Linked DNA regions of Drosophila melanogaster: region 1 is linked to region 2. Evidence: chromatin contacts called from public HiChIP or PLAC-seq data. All regions are on one chromosome and are shown on one strand. Each heading gives the region's core, a stretch centred on a gene start, on an enhancer-like site or on the middle of the called end of the contact. The rest is flanking DNA. Distances are from core to core; before and after follow the strand shown. Region 1 holds the start of CG16952. Region 2 holds the start of g (garnet).

Evidence for each region. HiChIP or PLAC-seq counts read pairs in DNA pulled down with a chosen protein or histone mark.
Region 1: a contact with region 2 is called in an H3K27ac HiChIP or PLAC-seq map of the Kc167 cell line, with 4 times the contacts expected there. The contact joins the promoter of CG16952 here to the promoter of g in region 2. A contact is called at or near these places in 13 of 107 Hi-C or Micro-C datasets (the D17-c3 cell line, the Kc167 cell line, the ML-DmBG3-c2 cell line and 5 more) and 1 of 6 datasets of contacts at active chromatin or transcription factors (the Kc167 cell line).

The regions. Positions count from the first base shown.
Region 1 is chrX:15,868,923-15,871,622 of dm6, forward strand. It overlaps CG16952, which reads left to right and starts at 1,261. Exons shown (of 6, transcript NM_001298375.1): 1 at 1,261-1,566; 2 at 2,439-2,601. It overlaps Gapdh2 (Glyceraldehyde 3 phosphate dehydrogenase 2), which reads left to right. Exons shown (of 2, transcript NM_080714.4): 2 at 1-739. The coding sequence ends at 412.
Region 2 is chrX:13,734,882-13,737,581 of dm6, forward strand. g (garnet) reads right to left here and starts at 1,376. Exons shown (of 13, transcript NM_001272599.1): 1 at 1,061-1,376. The coding sequence starts at 1,159. Grip91 (Gamma-tubulin ring protein 91) reads right to left here. Exons shown (of 5, transcript NM_080180.4): 5 at 1,689-2,700. The coding sequence ends at 2,221.

The sequences.
Region 1 (2,700 bases), core at 11-2,510, 2.1 Mb after region 2:
ACGTGGCGCTGCCCAGAACATCATTCCAGCTTCCACTGGAGCTGCCAAGGCCGTGGGCAAGGTTATCCCCGCCCTCAACGGTAAGCTCACCGGAATGGCATTCCGTGTGCCCACTCCCAACGTTTCCGTGGTCGATTTGACCGTGCGCTTGGGCAAGGGTGCGTCCTATGATGAAATTAAGGCCAAGGTTCAGGAGGCCGCCAACGGACCCCTGAAGGGTATCCTGGGATACACCGATGAGGAGGTCGTTTCTACCGATTTCCTCAGCGACACCCACTCGTCGGTGTTCGATGCCAAGGCTGGCATTTCGCTAAACGACAAGTTCGTGAAGCTGATCTCTTGGTACGACAACGAGTTTGGCTACTCCAACCGCGTCATCGACCTGATCAAGTACATGCAGAGCAAGGATTAAATGTGGAACACCAAGAACACTACCCACCCACACTCTACGTAAAAGTTAAAGATTAGGGCGCGGTAGAATGGGGTGAGACACTTCAGAAACGGCCTGAAAATGGCATCACATAACTTATATATATATTGCTCCCCGGTGGAGCATCACCTACATACATATGCGCTATGCTCTGAAATGCTACTGTTTTCGCTCTTCAATTACCAGCCACATTGGAAAATTATTAATATAATACATCCATTATACACATAAATATGTTTACTGTTGTTGAATAAAGTTTCACTCTGTGTGTAGTTTTAAAAATGCCGACTCATAAGCATTTAAATATTTATTTTTGCCTTTTTATTTGGTATAAACCGTTGAAATACCTAAAATAGTATGAGTATTACTTTAAATTGTTTTTTTCATTTGCTATATTTGGAAGTAATATATATATAACAGAAATGTGTCGATATTTTTTTTAAGTCGATTGGTTTTTGAATGATTACATAACTTGTTAAAGTTTTCAAATAATTTTAAATGAGCCTGATTCTATGGTATTGTTATCGGCAAAAATCGGGCTTTTACAGATTTCGATAAGAGCGACCTTAAACCCTTCAGTTGAAGCAATGTATAAACAGAAGTTATCGATATTTGGAGAGACTAACGGTGGCATATTGTCTGTGTAAGCCTGGCTTTTTGGATACATTTCTGAGAAAATAATGTTTCTCTGCCGATTTATATTTGCATAATTGGCAAATATAATCAAATATTTTGGTTGACTGCATCATTTCAACAGCACTTCACCATTATATCGTTATCGATATTTAATCGCTTGCTATACCGTCTTTTCGATTAATTTTCTCACACGGGCACACTAATTTTCAGAACATTTTAATACTGGCATGTAAATAAAATAATCAATTGATGAAACCTTAAAATAAAATGTGAATTATTCAACATGCAGTAGCAACAAACGGACACAAATCAGCATAAGAGTTCAAGACTTCTGGTTCTTGATGAATGTAAATGAAAGTTACCGAGTGAAAACGCCATAACTTGTGTAAAACTGACGGGGCGAACAAAGAGTATGTTTTCCGAGCGAATTTAACGATTGTGCAGTGTGTGTGTGGTACACATTTTCCCCAACGAAATATAATGAAACATAAGTGCATCGGGTAAAATCATCTCGAGTTCACATCTTACGTATGTGCGTAGTGAACATAAATCTGTATACATATTGGTATATACATATGTATGTATGTTGGAGATATACGTGCGGACGCTTTAATAATTAATATTTATAAACGGTGGCTAAACATTTCGAATATCTTTGTTAACATTATACCGTAACTTGTAATGTTTTTCAATGCAAATTGTACACATGTATAGAAATTTTAATAGATGTTCAGTTGCACATGTGCAACAGTGCGTTTCTCTATACATATGCTCATCTATTTTTGTGCATGTAATTTTAACATTTCAATGTTGTTCATGAATGAGTTTTGGAAAATATAGTCCAATTTAAATAGCGGTTAAAAATGCTGGAAAAAGTCTTGTAAGAATGTGTATTTGGCTGCAGATGTGAACTGTTTATACATACATATACATATGTACATATGGCACTGTCGTATTGGCAACTTCGTGTGTACATAAGAGTATATATGTGTGTATGTATTTTGTGGATTTAAGAGAAACGAAATATTAGAATGTAAAGTGCTTGCTTTTAATGGTTTCAAAAATGTAACAGTGGAAGTTTGTAAAAAGATTCATAATATTTCTACTTTTGCTTAACAAATTCCCTTCAAATGCAAAGCAAATGCTTGCTGTTACAGCTTTAAAATGTGATTTTCTTATTTTTCTAAGTGGGAATGTCCCATTTAGTTTCAAATATATACATACATATGTGGGTCAATGTAGCACCTACTCAAAAATCTATGTATGTACATAATATAATGGTCCCACTTTTCGTTGTTTATTTTGTCGATATGTTGCCATGTATGCGTGCATGTGTGTGCTAATTTATATCTTTTAAAACAATATCTTCCAGATAAACAACATTATTTAGGCTCGAAACAAATTTTTCAAGGCTAAACTTTCCTGCAAACATGAATAACTTTTGGGGGCTCTAGGATTTTAAGCTGGCCAATCGGTTGGCTTCTTATCAAAAACAGTAAACAATTGGATCTCGAAGACTGAATGCAATAGCACAGGTTTGTACTGGTTATTTAAATAAGGTATATGAAAAACTAAAATTAACAAGAGATTCTCTCCAAAAACATTAAAAATGCATGTCCTGCGAGTTTTTTACA
Region 2 (2,700 bases), core at 126-2,625:
ATAGAACAAAAATAAAGAAAAACACAAATTCCAAATCATACAGTGGCGGGTAGAATAATAGTGTTGTTGCATTAATTCCGATGCAGTTGTTAATAAAATCGAATGTAAATATACAAAGTTTGATTGTTTACTCTTCATTTGTGCTGTACAAAATGGAAATATAATGGCCGCCTTAAGTTGTTTACATGAAAAGTTATATGGAAACTGCGCTAGCTGATGAGTAACATTTAGTTGAGATTAAAAATGCACAATTTTCAATTAATATTTATTTTTTTATCTTACTGAAACGAATGAATGCTATAATTTTAAGCACATTTGTAAATCAGCGCTTACAGTGGACCACACAAGAGCAAAAATAACAATCGAAATGCGCAGTGGAAGATATAGAAATCGAATTCAATCAAGAGCCACTTATTTTTTTGTTTACGTAGACAAACTTAGTTATTCTTGCATATATTCTTATTTCTCAATTGTTCTTGTTGCACGATATGCAAACCATAACTGGATGGAAACTGATTTTTTGGCAATTTATTTATTATTATTTTTATTGCATTAATATTTGCAATTACTAACAATCGAAGCAAATGAAGCTACAATTTTATTTTTGCAAATCACACGCAATTTTCTCTCCGTGTGAAAACTCAAGTACCGTTAGCCGATCCTGCCAAGCATTCTGATAAGGACCGAATAAAAAGACCAACGGCGGGGGAATTAACGTGGGTAAATATTTGATAAAAGCCACTTGCTAATTAATTTGGTGCGTTGGGAGTTTCTGCGTTCGGTTTTGTGGTTCTTTTCAAGCTTTTCCTGCTTTTCCTTTTGCACTGTTGGCAGATGCCAAAACATTCACACACACAAACACACAGCCACTTTCACCCACACACACACACACGCACACATGCAAGCACACCAAACTCTAATAAGATTCCCTTAATGCAAACGAAATTTGTCAGCCAATTAGCGAGTTCTAATTGGACGCACAGCTGGGCCGCTTGGGGGGGGCGTGGCAGTTGGAGGACAGCTGTTTTGGTGGGCGGTGGAGGCGGGGCTGCACGCTTACCTCATTATCCTTGTTGTTCCTAATGCCGCGCACCAAATCGGTGAGGTTTTTATCAAACATACGCTCGAAAAAGTTACCCTTCACTTTTTTCAGTGCCATGTTTGCAGTTGCTGTTGTTTTTGTTTTTCTTTTTGCTGCACTCCGTGGCGTTACTTTGATTTGCAATCGGTGTCTCGATTGGGAAATTGGGCTATTTTGGCGAAGCGATTTCAGCACATCACCGGCGGCAGCACAAAGCACTCACTTCCGTCTTTTTCCGATTTGTTTTCGTTTTTTTTTTAACTTTAATACGCTCGCAAACTAGAGGTGGTACGCAAATTTGTGTTTAATCGATACTATCGATGTTTGCTGCACGTTGGTGGTTGGCTACGCTGAATAGTAGGTGGCTGCACTCGCTAGCGGTGAAATGTTAACCGCTTCGTGGACTGTCGATAACTCGCTGCGCATTCGATTACAAAACCGTTTTGAGATCAGAAAGTTTGAGTGAGAGTGAGAAGGAAATAATATAAATAACTGAATATTTCGGCTTTCTTTTTATACGCATTTACAATAATTGAATAAATAACTATTACACTCTTATAACCCAAATTTTTGTAATTTATAATAATTAAATAGAGACGGAAACTTTCAATGCAAGTTGCGTTTATTTCGAGCTCGCATTACGGTTTAAAACTGTTCAAAACATTAACTTTTTTAAAACATTCTTTTAAAGTACGTAACATTCTCTTATTCTCTTTAATTACAACATGGCAATTGGCAAATGCACTTACGAAAATCTATTTCAACTAAGCTTCGATGTAAAAAAAATTATGGGATTCGCAAACAAAATAGAACGTTGCGTTTTTCGACAAACAAATTGTCGCTTAATACTTTCGTTACAACTACTCAATAATTTTGTATTGGAGATATCTTAAGTTGATGGCTTGCAGCCAGGCGATTGACGGCAAAGCTTGAGATATATATGTATAGAGGTTGTTTTCGATTCGAAGGCTTAGTTAATAATTGGATTAGTTTGTTTGGTTGGATTGGCTCCAATGATATCGAGATATCTCAAATATTTAGCAGCAATTGAACTGAATGGAGTGCTGATGCTGTATGGGATTTGGGATTTGGTATGATGTATGGACACTGGGATAAACCGATTGCATGGACATTGGTCGCTATTCCTGAGTGGACGGCGTACATATCACGAAGCGACTGTTCACGGCGAACACATTGCTCATGCGCATGTGCTCGAAGGTCAGGGGTTTGCTCAAATTGGTGTCCCTCTTCTTGTAGTACTCGTTGAAGTCCAGCCGAGTGCCAAAGAGCTGCAAATTCGGATCGTCGCTAGAGTTGAGAGACATTAGGAAAGTGCTGACAGCCTTTTCGTAATCGGTTGCTATGACTTCTAAGCCGCGGCAGGCGATGTCCATCTTTTCGGCAAATATCTTCGCCTCCTGGTCGCGCTGCAGGATCATCTTGTTGGTCAGTCCGTAGACACCCTTCTTTTCCGATTTCTCCACAATTTTGGACAGTTCCTTGCGGGCATTTAGCTCCTTAAAGCAGTCCTTGTAAAAGCTCGACTGCCACTTCTCCAATTCGATAATGTTCTCGTACACCACCTCCAGCGAATGCTCCACACTCGCTTTGTTGCTGAC